Linked DNA regions of Arachis hypogaea: region 1 is linked to region 2. The links are chromatin contacts, called in public Hi-C maps. All regions are on one chromosome and are shown on one strand. Each heading gives the region's core, a stretch centred on a gene start, on an enhancer-like site or on the middle of the called end of the contact. The rest is flanking DNA. Distances are from core to core; before and after follow the strand shown.

Evidence for each region. A called contact is a pair of places that touch in the nucleus more often than the background predicts.
Region 1: a Hi-C map of leaf shows a contact between it and region 2, with 2.9 times the contacts expected there. The contact joins the enhancer-like site here to the promoter of LOC112755753 in region 2. A contact is called at or near these places in 4 of 8 Hi-C or Micro-C datasets (leaf and an unstated tissue).

The regions. Positions count from the first base shown.
Region 1 is chr6:112,112,672-112,120,065 of arahy.Tifrunner.gnm2.J5K5, reverse strand. It overlaps LOC112755754 (trafficking protein particle complex II-specific subunit 120 homolog), which reads left to right. Exons shown (of 10, transcript XM_025804048.3): 6 at 1-166; 7 at 523-806; 8 at 911-1,788; 9 at 2,599-3,531; 10 at 3,631-4,132. The coding sequence ends at 3,851. Among protein-coding and RNA genes, the nearest start is that of LOC112755754, 7.6 kb to the left of the region's middle. Within about 2 kb of position 4,210, at least 3 of the 3 cell types and tissues checked have open chromatin away from gene starts, as enhancers often do.
Region 2 is chr6:112,040,311-112,047,767 of arahy.Tifrunner.gnm2.J5K5, reverse strand. LOC112755753 (homeobox protein knotted-1-like 3) reads left to right here and starts at 1,841. Exons shown (of 6, transcript XM_072197703.1): 1 at 1,841-2,843; 2 at 3,639-3,759; 3 at 4,137-4,330; 4 at 4,440-4,571; 5 at 4,712-4,848; 6 at 5,101-5,609. The coding sequence starts at 2,166. The coding sequence ends at 5,104.

The sequences.
Region 1 (7,394 bases), core at 2,961-5,460, 70 kb before region 2:
TGGGTACCAGAGAAAAGCTGCTTTCTTTTCTAGGCAGGTTGCTCAGTTATATCTTCAGCAAGAAAATCGATTGGCTGCAATTAGTGCTATGCAAGTTTTGGCAATGACAACAAAAGCGTATCATGTTCAAAGTAGATCCTCAATATCAGATCATTCTCAGAAAAATGTGAGTTTACAACACTGAGCTATCTATGCACCATATCTCTTTTGAATATTGAACTGCCTAGTCACACAGGCCTTGCTTTTTTAAAAAGATATATGATCATGTTATGCCTTGGATGGATACATTTTGATTTGAAACTTGAATTTTCTTACTTCTACACATCATGTGTGCACTACCTGAACCTTCCCGGCATCTTGTTTTGAATTTTAAGTACATCATATAAATTATTGAAGGTGAAAAATCTAGCATGAAAGCTTTGACTGAAATTAGAGTCTCAAAACGACATTGATAGATTGAAGAGTTTTTTCTTAATAAAATAATTCATTTTTAATGTAATTCATACCATTAATTATTCACAGAAGGGAAATGGAGATGGCGGGAAAACTTATCACCAATCAGCAGTTTCATTATTCGAATCTCAATGGAGTACCCTCCAGATGGTTGTGCTGAGAGAAATTCTGCTCTCTGCAGTTCGTGCTGGAGATCCTCTTACTGCATGGAGTGCTGCAGCCCGACTTCTCAGACACTACTATCCTCTAATAACTCCTGGTGGTCAAAATGGCCTTGCAAATGCCCTTTCAAATTCAGCAGATAGGCTGCCACCAGGGACACGATGTGCTGATCCTGCTTTACCTTTTATAAGGTGTTTACTCTGTTAAAGATTTAATTTCCAGTTCGACAATTTACATCATGACTATTCAATACAAATGGACAAAGGGTAACAGTTTGTTTACTAATTGTTTTCAGGTTGCATTCTTTTCCGCTCCTCCCGATACAAATGGACATTGTAAAACGGAATCCAGCCAGACCAGACTGGTGGGCAGGTTCTGCTCCTTCAGGTCCATTCATTTATACACCCTTCAGTAAAGGAGATCCAATCAATGTCAAGAAGCAAGAACTTATCTGGGTTGTTGGAGAGCCTATCCAGGTCATGGTGGAATTGGCAAACCCATGTGGCTTTGATTTAAGGGTTGACAGCATATACCTATCTGTTCATTCAGGAAACTTAGATGCTTTTCCCATGAGTGTAAAACTCTTGCCAAATTCATCGAAAGTGATCACCTTATCAGGCATTCCAACATCAGTGGGGCCGGTTACAATTCCTGGGTGCATTGTTCATTGTTTTGGTGTTATTACTGAGCATCTTTTTAAAGAGGTTGACAATCTGCTTCTTGGGGCCACCCAAGGGCTTGTCCTTTCTGACCCTTTCCGATCTTGTGGATCTCCAAAGTTGAAGAATGTAACAGTTCCAAATATTTCTGTAGTTCCACCACTTCCGTTGCTGATATCACGTGTTGTTGGAGGTGATGGTGCCATCATTTTATATGAAGGTGAAATTCGTGATATATGGATAAGTCTGGCTAATGCAGGCACAGTTGCAATTGAGCAGGCGCATATTTCACTGTCAGGGAAAAATCAAGATTCTGTGATTTCATATTCTAGTGAGACTTTAAAATCTTGCCTCCCTCTAAAGCCTGGTGCTGAAGTGACAATTCGTGTGACCTTGCGAGCCTGGCAGGTTGGATCAGTGGATGTTGATGCTGGTGGTGGGAAGGCTGTCTCTGGAAGCAATGTGAGGCACATCAAAGATGGAAGCAGTCCATCACTTATGATCCACTATGCTGGTACCACTTTAAAAACACAGATTCTGATTGTTTCTTGCTTTCTTCTTCATCAATTTATCTTTTACCTCCTTTTTGGTGGTGTTAATGGCCCTTTTAGAGTTATATATTTGTCAAATATGCATAGATATTCTCAATGTAGCCATGTAGGCTTTAGTTTTGCAATTTATACTGTCTGCTCCCATTTCTTTGTACCTTTATTTCGATCCAAAACATGAGACTAATCACTCTGTGGTAGTTGCATCAGAACATGCTAAGATGAAACGTTATATTAGTGGACCTCAACATTTGAATCATTGTCATTCCCCTTTTTCAATTTTCCCTTGTCTTCCTCTCCTCCAGAGATGCCAACTTATTGGTGCATGGCTGGTCCATTACACGTCAGTGTGTGAAAGTCACAGACAGAATATGACACACATCAGACATGCATCCAATATTAAGTATTGATATCCCATATTTTTTTATTGAAAGTACTAATCATATGTCCCATGTGAGGAGCTTACAAAGTGGTAAATATTTGCACCTTGATGCTTGTAAATTTTGAATATATAGACATCTTGAACAATTTTTAATATACAAATGGGTGTTTGTATTCTGCTATTAGAAGAGTTAGTGTCTCTGTCCATGTTGTGTCAAGGGTCCATGTCAGTACATGTGCTACTTAGGTTACATCGGTGTTCTCTTGTATATTATTCCATCATGGGCAGTCCATATATGTGGATAAAATAAGGTTCACTATGGATCTTCCAGCATGTGGCAGATTGCATTCTTTATAGGAGAATGATAATAATACTCTTTCCATTTTTGTTTCAGGACCACTTCAAACCACTGGAGATACTCCAGCAAATGCATCTACTGTGCCCCCTGGCAGACGCCTTGTTGTTCCCTTGCAGATTTGTGTTTTGCAGGGTTTGTCTTTCGTAAAGGCTCAGCTTCTTTCAATGGAATTTCCTGCCCATGTCGGTGAAAATCTTCCCAAGGTTGATGATCTAGATTCCACAGGACATTTTGACTCTACAACAAACATGGACAAATTGGTGAAGATAAATCCTTCCAGAGGAAGTTGGGGACTGAGATTTCTCGAACTCGAGTTATCTAATCCAACTGACATTGTGTTTGAAATCAATGTCTCCATCAAACTAGACAAATCTAGCAACGAGGGAAATCATTCTGTTGATCAGGATGCTGCTGAACACAGCTATCCTAAGACAAGAATCGATAGGGATTGCTCGGCAAGGGTTCTAGTGCCACTCAAGCATTTCAAATTACCTGTTCTTGATGATTCCTTTTTCATGAGGGACAATCAGGCAGATGGCAGAAGCACACCCTTCTCTCAAAAGAACACAAAAGCCGAGCTCAATGCTTGTATCAAGAGCCTTATCTCCAGGATCAAGGTCCGGTGGCATTCGGGACGTAATAGCTCTGGCGAGTTGAATATCAAGGACGCGATCCAGGCAGCATTGCAGACATCAATCATGGATGTCCTGCTGCCAGATCCACTGACTTTCATGTTCAGGCTCACTGGACATGATGTTGAATCAGAAAAACCTGATCCTGATAAAGAATCTAATATCGTCGAATCTTCTGCTTCCAGAGGTTCAGTGATTGCACATGAAATGACGCCAATGGAGGTTCTGGTTCGTAATAACACAAAGGATATGATCAAAATCAATTTCAATATTACATGCAGAGATGTAGCTGGGGAGAATTGTGTCGATGGAACCAAAGCAACTGTTTTATGGACAGGTAATGCCCATAATAATTGCTTTCCACTTTCTGCAATTGGCATGCATTTGTAAACTTTTCTAACACTATTATGTTTTTGCTATAATCAATGTTTTTCAGGTGTTCTAAGTGACATCAGTGTGGAAATTCCCCCACTTCAACAAATCAAACATTCTTTCTGCTTGCATTTTCTTGTCCCGGGAGAGTACACACTATTAGCCGCAGCAGTGATTGATAATCCAAGCGACATTCTACGTGCTCGTGCAAAGGCCACCTCACCATCCGAGCCAATTTTCTGCCGGGGACCACCGTATCACGTTCGTGTTCACGGAACTGCTTGACATTTTTTGTCTATGAATACGATGTGAACTTCATGAGCTTATATTTTGTAGATTTAGGGTGTTATCATTTGTACGAGTTTTTCATATGATCCCCCTGGGTTCTTCTGATTGATATTTCTTGGAGCTGTGCTCTCCAAATTAAGAATCCAACTGAAGACATTGAGGTTTCAACTGTAAATCATGTCAAATTCGATTGTGCTGTGATGCGATAGTTGCCAACATGCTCAAATTTATTATTAAATACACAATTCACACACTAAAGGTTATTAAATCTCATCTCAGTCTTAGTTGGAATTTGAACTTGGTGTATCTTTTTTTTTTTTTTGGGTCAGGGTGTAGCTCTTTAAAAGGCAGTCAAATCTATGATATCATCCATGCTTCAGTTGCGGGTCATGCATTCTTGTATAGATAAGTTTACTGGTTGGGAGACAACGGTCAATCCAATAATCCCAAGTAGTTAAGAGTTTATTGTTTCAGAGTATTGGACTTCCATGAAACCTGCTGCATATGTTAAATATTGCCACTACACCAAGCCTTGGCCCACACATTTTCTTGGTATTGGATAATTTAGATACCCATGATTCGTGGGCCTATTTATTGTTGGTTTTCCAAAAACAAAAAACGGAAAATACTCAGGCTATGTTGGTCAATACTCAATATGTCTTTCGAAAATTATTTCAACTTTCAACTCTTTTTATATATTGATGATAATATGGTTTAAATTTAAAACCTCGAAGGTACGAGCTGAATTCCTTGTCTTTATATTGTCATAACCTTGCAAACGCCCTTATTTAAAATTAACATTTAGACCCCAATGCCCTACTCATAATGAATTCTTCCTCTAATCAATAATAAACTAAAACACCTCTAGAGAATCTACCACAATTTCGCATCAAAACGAGACTTTGATTGTAATAAAGGAAATAGTTAGCAAATGTTTTGAGTGTATTTGTTAAGGACACTTAAAATAATAACCTTTTTATATTTTTAATACATTAATATATTCAAAATTTATTAAAAATATAAAAAAAAAGCTTAAATTTTTTAAGATATTTATTAACTAAATCCTTTAATTAATTTTTCTTTTAAATTCTGTAATGGTTCAAGTATCTAAGGTTTTGATTTTGAATATGACAAATTAGGGTGTGAGTTGCTTTCACTGTTGTTTTAGTAGAAGAATTAATTATTTACTTTTTCATTATAACTTGCCAATTGCAAAAGTTACCACAAATTTAAGATTGGACCATTTTAATTAGGAGAGTCTCTAATTTATTTGGTGGCACAAAGTTGAGGCATCATTTAATTCATAACAAGCAACCAACCGAAATAGCAGCTTAATTGTCACACACACACACCCTTTTTCAACAAGGATAGTAGCATGTGAAATAGACTCTCTTTGTTTCTTGGGAAAAAAAAAACCAAAAAAATATAAAAATGTGAAAACAAATCAACTTTTGTTATTTGGTGACTTTGAAACTACGTAGTGAATTGCCACGGAGTCTTCATCATTAATTGATTTTCATGTTTAGTTGACTTCATGGAAATACTACAATACAGGACCATCAATGTTTTGACATTTTACCAACTTCCATTTTTTTTGGATAACCATGTTTAAAAGTTAAAACAATAGTAACATATATATCAAGCTACGTGTCTTGTTATATTAGGTAGCTTTTTAATTATTGTCCACCTTGAAGAACAACAGTGTGGACAGAATTTGTTTTGGAGAAAAGAAGGAATTAATAGAAACAGATATTTTGAAATTGTTTCTATCTTGTAATAATTTTCAACATTATTTTTATGTTATATCTCGTGAATTATCTTTAAATTAGTTTTTGTATCATTAAAAAGAAGGATGTGAAAAACCTAGCTATACTATTGTGCTTGGTTGGTTAGTTTTATTTGCATCTTTAGAATATTATTGATCAACTTTTTAAAAAATAAAAAATTAATTAGTATTAATTCAAATATAAAGTAAAAACAAAGAAGAAAAATACTAGACACTTAACAGTTTTTAAAATAAAATTTTATAAAAAAAATAGCTGATATTGACTCATCATCAGTACTCAGTTACATATTTTTAAATCTATTTTAATTATTTAGCATAGTTTTAGTATATGTAAATTTATCTATTTTTCAATCAATAATTTTATAAATATTAATAAGTTAATTATATTAAAAAGTTAAAGATAAAACATTTTAACCTTTTTAAAAAATAAAATTAACTATAATAACTTGTCCGCCTCATACTATAGAATTTTGGTTCTCCTAACGAGACTCTTGGTTTAAAAGCAAAAAGGACGAAACAGAAGTTTCATACATTTAATCATCTTTATTTTAGTTTCTGCTTTCCTTTTGTTTTTGTTTTTTTTGTTTTTTTTTTCGGAAGTCTAGATCGAAGAAACTCCCTTTTAATGATATATGGTACTTCTTGCACGGGGCATAAATATTTAGTTTTAGTTCATGTGATGGAAGTACTTTTTTTTTTTTAATTGGTAAGAAATTTTTTTAATGGTGCATGGATGTTAATTAAGCTTTGATCATGACTAATCGAATTGACTATTGCTTTCTTAGGTTTTCTTGTCATTGCTTTCTTAGTTGTTAATCATTACTTTGAAGAAATATAATTATCATTATGATTTGACCCTCGATAGTAGATGATGGATCCTCTTAGGTAAAAATAAAAAAGTTTCAGGTGGCGGAAACATTTATATCAAGCAAACTTAAAAGCTTTAGACGTGGTCTCCCTTTCAATGTGTAGCATGTGATCATAACAATTTGTATCAACACTAAAACATTTGCTTATTATAATATATATTCCATATATAATTAATATTTAAAATAAAGTGACACGTTATTTTTTCTATAAAATAGAAATTATCTTGCCGTTGTATTTTTTTTATATATATTTTTATATTTTGTCCACTTTCAATTTCTGATGTTATATAAATGGTAGATATGCACAACTAACACCTTTGAGGTTTACGTGTCCATGGAAAAAGACTTAATCGTCTTCTTCAATTTTGATATCAATTAAAAAAAAAAATGTGTGATTATTATTCTTTTCTCACATTTCATTGCTTTGAAGCCATTATGATGTTCTTGGATACTCATGTGAATATGTGACGAAGGTTTTTCCAAAAAAAAATAAAATAAAATAAACTATCAATTTAAACTCTTGATATTTATTTAAATAAATAAATAAACTAATTAATAATTACTTTTGAATATTTTTTTTTATTTAGTCATACATACACGCACTTAACACACATTAGTGAAGACTCTTCAAGTACAACCCACTTATTGCTGGGATTTAAACCTGATGTAGTTATCTAGGAGAAAAACTATCTAGAAATAAATTAAGAGCAGTTGAGTAAGATATTTGTACTAATAATTATACTTGATATATACTAAAATTAGTTATTAGAATAGAATATATATTAAAATATAAAATATATATTTAAAATTAGTTAAACTACAGATATATTTATATATAAATATTATAATGACTAATTTTGGTGTGTAAAATAACAATTTTTTTTT
Region 2 (7,457 bases), core at 592-3,091:
AACATTCTCGGATCAAGAGGAACACCGGAGAATGCCTGCTTAACCATCTTCCAAACATCAAGACCAATGATCTCCCAATATTCTTTGAAGAAGAAAGCTTGAAACCCATCAGGACCCGGAGCTTTAAAAGAGTTCATGTGAAAAACCGCTGCTTTGACTTCCTCCATAGTAACTGGTGCCGTAAGGTTATTGCAAGCTTCCTCGTTTAGAGAAGGAAGAGGCACATCACCAAGGCAACCCAAATCAACATCATCTAAATGACAGAATAAGCTTTTATAGATAGACTCTACTTCTTGACTCAGAACCTCTGGATCAGTTTCCCACACTCCATCCTTGAGAAAAAGGCCATGAATCTTATTATGCTTCCTTCGCGCAAGAGTTTGAATATGAAAGAATCTTGTATTCCTATCCCCGAACCTTACCCACTGCTCTCTGGACTTTTGGAACCATAGGAGCTCTTCTTGCACTAGAGTATTATTATAATCATCAAGCAACTGTCGCTCTTTCTGACGCAAATAAATACTATCCACCACTTCCAAACGCTTTTGTAAATAATTAATCTGCTGCTCTAATTCACATTTCTTAACAAAAATGTTACCAAATACCTTCGAGTTAAACTCTAGTGAATTCTTCTGTACTTCCGAAAGCTTGCCATGAATTCCTCTATTACCAGACCACCATGACTGGTTCACAATATCCCTATACCCAGGATGAGTAGCCCAAGCAGCAACAAATCGGAAAGGTCGATTCCCTTTAGGCTGAGGACGACCTTTACAACGCACCAGAATAGGGCAATGATCAGACTGAAGCCTATTTAAAACTTCTGCATAAGCCTCTGGAAAGATAGATAACCAACTATTATTTATACAGACTCGATCAAGCTTTTTTGCCACGTCAATATAATTTTTCACCCTCCTGTACCAAGAAAACTGCCTCCCAATAGTCTTCAGATCAAACAAACCACTATCCCCTAATGAAGTAGCAAACATGTCTACTCTTTGATGAGAAAACTGACAGCCCTTAGATTCATGAGAGAATTTGACTTCATTAAAATCACCAAGAACAATCCAAGGTCCTTGAAAAACCATGGATTGTGCAACAAGATAATCCCAAAGGAGAACCCTTTTATTAAATTGAGGACTGCCATAAATACCACTACACCTCCAAATTAAATTATCAAAGTGAACCTCAACAGTAACACCCTGATCAAAAGCATCAATGAACTTACAACAAACACCCTTCATAGAGGATAGAAACCAAATACCTCCCTTATGCCCCTCTGCTTCTACTATACCAACAGAGTGATACCCCAATTTTTCCCAGAATAATTTTAAATGCTGAAAAGGGGAGTGAGTTTCAACCACAATAAAAAAAACAGGTCTAAATTTCCTAACAAGTTCCTTGCAATGCACACGGGCTAACTTATTAGAAGCACCCCTAATATTCCAAACAATCATATTTAAGTCAATTGAATTATTTTTTATCTTTTGAAAAAATATTACTAAATTTTTTATAAAAAATTTGGGGAGGGTCATGACCCTTGTCTGAACTAAGCTCTACCACTAGGACAATGACCTCCTAATTTTAATTTTTTATATATAAATTATATGTAAATTTCAATTTAATCTCTCTCAAAATTTTATTTTAATTTTATTTTATTATATAAATATTTTTGATTTCCTTTTAATCTTTTATCTAACTCCTGCCCTAATACGATATTCATTGTTATGTCTAATTTTTTTTTCTCTATATTTATAATAATAAGACTACGGTTTACGTACGGTAACAAAATGATTTTTAAAATTTAAAAATGAATTATTTTTGTTATCGGCAATACAAAATTAAATATGTTTATTATTTTTATTGTTGAGGATAAGTACATAAAAATAAAATAGAAAAGGTTTTGTATTAATTACACGGCAGTGAAGGTTGGAAGCCAAAAGAAAGGAAAGGAAAATCACAGTAGCAGGGTGAGTAGCAGAAGAAAATTAACGAGTCCGAGAAAAGCACTGTGACAAAGACAAAAGGGCAGTACCTCATCCATTTGTCTCTCCGGTGTCCTTATTCCAACCATTAAATATAAACGTTTATAGTAACCCTCACCAATTACATACACACACCATCATCATCATTTTCCTCTCTCTTTCTCTCTTTTCTCTCTCTCTATGGCTTACCACAACCACAACCCTCTCTCTGTCTCTGACTCACACGACGACCTTCCTCTTCACCATTTCACCCACCAATCCAACACCTTCCCTTCCTCTCCTCCCCACCCTAACTCCAAACCTAACTCCGATCCTCTCCAAACCACCGCTCCCAGCTGGCTCAACAACGCACTCCTCCGAACCAACTTCACCGACACCACCAACACCACCGCCACTTCCAACGCTAATAACACCAACGCCAACTCCAATTTCCTCAATCTCCACACGGCCTCCGACTCCGCCGCATCCCAGCCATCTCCGTGGCTCGACGCTACCGGTGTCAACTTCGAACCGGTCGATTTGAAGACCGGAATTGCCAACGCCAAGGGGGACGTGACGGCCGCCGTCGTCGGAGATGGTGGCGGAGGTGACGGCGGAGGAGGAGGGATGGTGAATTGGCAGGTTGGAAGATGGAAGGCGGAGATACTGGCGCACCCTCTGTACGAACAGCTGCTGTCGGCACACGTGGCGTGCCTGAGGATCGCCACGCCGGTGGACCAGCTGCCGAGGATCGACGCACAGCTGGCACAGTCACAGAATGTAGTCTCCAAGTACTCTGCCTTCGGCCATGGCGTTGGAGATGACAAAGAACTCGACCAGTTCATGGTAACTCTCCCTCTCACTGTTTTGAAGAGTACGGTAACTATGGACTCTGAACTTTCCAGAACATTTTCTTTTGCTTCTTTTGCTTCCAAAGTTTTGGAAAGCAAATTACGTGGTGAAGCTTTTATTTTTTTTTTCCTCCCTCTAAAGCTGTGTCCAGGCAAACACGCCCTTAACAGAAGTGCTCTCTTCTCTTCTCTTTCTAACTCACGTAATAACCGTATTTGTTTGTTTAGACTTTATGATACCGAATCTTATTTTTCTTAAATGCTTGTACAGTAAAACAGACTTCCAGTTTTTGCAGTTATTTGATTGGTTTATTAATTCGTACGGAATTCTTCCTCTTTTTTCGGATTTAATTGAGTTTATCGCGTTCAAATTAGTGACTTCATGGTTTTAATAATTATGATTGTTACTATTACTGTTTTGGCTTTGATTATGGGATCGGACGATGAAAGATATTTCAGATTGCAGCTGAAATGAATTACTTGCTATGATTTTAGGGCTTTTGGGAATTAAATTAGGGATTTGATCCAGAGGTTTTGTTTAGCCGAACAGAGGAAATGAAGAGAATGAAGTTTGCTTGTTTATAGGATGTAAAACTGACGGGTTATGGAAGCAAGTGGATCAAATTTGACTTTTAGAGATGATTTTTTAGTTTTGTTCGACGCCGAATTCAGCAATTGAATGAATACATGCAGTTTTGATGATTCATCTTTGAAGTGCTGCAATATGTTTGATTCTTGATTTATTCTTTGATGGCAATGGTAGTTTGCTTCTTTCTTGGTTTATTCTTACCGGGTGGGTGTTTTTTCGTGCTTCTTGTTGCAGTCGCACTACGTTTTGCTTCTTTGCTCCTTCAAAGAACAATTGCAGCAGCATGTCCGCGTCCACGCAATGGAAGCAGTAATGGCTTGTTGGGAGATCGAGCAATCCTTACAAAGTTTAACAGGTGCCAAAATCTGTCTCATAATACAAGTTAAATGTCTCTGGAAAAAGCTAAAATTTACTTACAAGAATGAAACCAAGTTATGCTTGTAAGACAGTTATTTCTCTCTAAGACAGTTATGGGTTTGGATTTCTTAATTCCACATGCATTACAGGTTTGTAACAGATAAATGACATTTTCATGTGTTTGAACTTTGACAAAAGTGTTAAACAATTCATAATTCATTGGCCAGTTGTCCAAATTCTTAGCATGTTCTTTGATCTTTTGATTTAATTAGCCAAAAGACTTCATTTGCAGAAAACAAGAAAATAAACAGCAAAAGTAAATGTTTTTTATGAGTACTAAACTGATAATTGTTCTCACTTGCTGTATGAGAACAGGAGTTTCACCCGGAGAAGGTACAGGGGCTACAATGTCCGACGACGAAGATGATCAAGTTGATAGTGAGGCCAATCTGTTTGACGGTAGTTTGGATGGAACAGATAGCATGGGGTTTGGCCCTCTTATTCCGACAGAGAACGAGAGGTCCCTCATGGAGCGTGTAAGACAAGAATTAAAGCATGAATTGAAAAATGTAAGGGAATGATTTTTGCTTTTTAATGTACCTTAATTTTAAATATCTTCACATATGGTTAAAATCCTTTTATTCTTTTTAGTATAATTTTTTGGATTTTGTTATGTAGGGTTACAAGGAGAAAATTGTTGACATAAGAGAAGAAATTTTGCGCAAGAGACGGGCAGGAAAACTCCCCGGCGACACGACCTCTGTCCTTAAAGCTTGGTGGCAATCCCATTCCAAATGGCCTTACCCCACAGTAAGTTTGATAAATGAGAACTTAATAATGCCATTACATCTTTTTCTGGGGGAAACTCTTAAATTATTGATATGTGTTTTTTCCCACCTTCACATTGGATATTCTATAAAGATTGCTGAACATTTATGTGATTTCTTCAGGAGGAAGATAAGGCAAGGCTGGTGCAGGAAACTGGTCTGCAATTAAAGCAGATTAATAATTGGTTTATCAATCAGAGGAAGAGGAATTGGCACAGCAATCCTTCTTCTTCTACTGTCTTGAAGAGCAAGCGCAAAAGGTATTTTCTTAATTAAAGTACTTCATTTTTATTTTATGGTAAATTACACTGACCTCTCCTGAAATTAAGCGAAATTACATATAGCATCCTTATATTTGTAAAAATACACGCCAAATCCTCTTTTATTTAATGTGTAATATCACCTAATTACCTCACTTTATGAAAGAGTAGGGTAATTTTCTCATTTATTTTTTATTAAAATTTTGCATGAGCTTTGGAACCAACCTTAGTTTTTAAAAAGAAACAATGCAGGTGATAACAATGCTGATCGGTATATGTAAATGGAGCAAAGTCAGAAAACATTTTCTGGCTAATAATGTTGCATTGAAAGGGATTCAAGAGAAGAAGACATTGAGGAAGAACCACATTTGTTTCTATTGAAGAATGGTAATTAATACAAAAGGTGCTAATATTGTGAATCATTTTAAGCTATATCTGCTTGAAGGCCTGATGAAGATGGGTTCTTTTAGGGCTTGTGAACCTATATAATTAGGAATTTTATATACCGAAACCATATGGGGTATATTGAATAGGATTTTGAATTTTGTTTACATTTGAATGCTTGTGAAATATATATACTGAGGGGTTGTCGTGGGTGTACAGTAATAAGCTGTGCATTTTTTTTTCTCTTATAAACATACTAATTTTTATATTTTTTCTTCTTAAAATTGTTATTTGGGATGTAGATGACAATTTGTTGTAGAAATGGTATATCATAAGTTTATGCTTTTTTTTTTTAGTTATTATGGTTTAGTTGTCAATGCGTTGGTGGTGCTTGTCTTAAAATTTCGACCATATTTATTTTTATATTTTTCCGAAATTAGAGGTATATTGTTTTATAATAAATGTATGCGGATTAAACATTTGAAATAAATCTTCTTATATATTTTATTTGAATGTAAAATATTATATATGAGTTAAATTCTAAATAATTAATTTATTGCATTATTTTTATTTTTATGATATTATAAATTTTGAAAAATAATTGTTTAATTTCACAATATATTTAATATATGCTTCAGAAATTTATTTTTATTCAAAATTTAACTATATGTTGAATTAGTTAAATGTATAACTATTTTATATTAAAAAATGTAAAAACAAATCTATTATGCAATAATATAAAGACAATAGTTTATTCTCTAATTTTAGAGAAATAAAAAGCAATTGTCAATAAATTATTTGTATTTATTTTTGTTTAATATTTTATATAAGAATGTTATTTGTCCACTAAAATCAGTTATCAATATATTTGTATATAAATATATTGTGTGTATGGTTTAATTTATTTTTAATGTATATTTATATTTTGATATATATTTTATATTATTTATTGATGGTTTATTTTGATGTACACATAGCATAGTCATATATATAGATATATATTATGTTTATATTTTATTCAAGTATTTAATTAATGTAATAAATTAAAGAATTTAATTAATATGTGTTTTAAAAATATAAATTAAAACATTTTTATTAAAAAAACGTAAAATTGAGTTTTTAAATGTATTTATTAATTTAAATATTTAAAATTTTTTGTTTAGTGATGATCTTAATATGTTACATGTGCTCTTAGGGATACACAACTGTTAAATCTTTAATTAAATCAATATTAGTATGTTGCTTTTATGATTTGACTTGCCGATGGATTCATAGTGTGGAAAATTTTAGGTGGAATAGACACCATATATGGGAAAAGTTAAGTGATATTTTATTTTCTATTTAACAATTAACAGAATCTTCGGTTTCTGTCCCTTTGGGATCTTTGTCAGGTATAGATATTTGAAGAGTGCGGGTAATAAACACCAATATAATATGCATTGCACATATTTTAATAAAAAATATATGAAAAAAAATCAATGATTATATATTTATATATATTATTTTATAGATTTTTAATGTTTATTTTATTTTATAGTATATATTTTAGAAAAAATTTTAAGTATATCAGGAATACCGATGTCTTAATTGTTTTAACCGTTGATTTTAATTAATATATATTATATATATTTTATAATTCAGATTAACATTTAAAACAACTGAAATATCGGTGTTTTGGCACATTTAAAACTCTTACTATATTTTATACAAATACTACATTATATTTGAGGTGTATATATCGTGGTTGGTTGTTATTTTAAATAAATGAAATCATATACCAACTTGTTTGAAAGACAACCATTGGGCCTTGGATTTAGGTTTTGGAACAATTTTTAAATTTAAAATTGAATATTTCATGGATCATTATTCATTATTACCTATCAACAAAATGATCCCATCGGCAAATGATTATTGATATTTTGATAATGGTGGTGGCTCACTTTGATATCCACAAGAAAATGTGTTATAATAATTTTTTCCCCCAAGATAAAATATACACATGTTTCAGCTTACATCATCATCATCATCATCATTATTATTATTATTATTATTATTATTATTATTATTATTATTATTATTATTATTATTAAATTGACCTCCTTAAGATGCAAACCTTTTTTACTTTAATTTTTTTTAAAATGTTATAATATATGTTACTAAAGTAGCACATGAGATTTGTATCATACCAAATAGTGAAACTGATAATCACGTTTTGGCCGCATGCA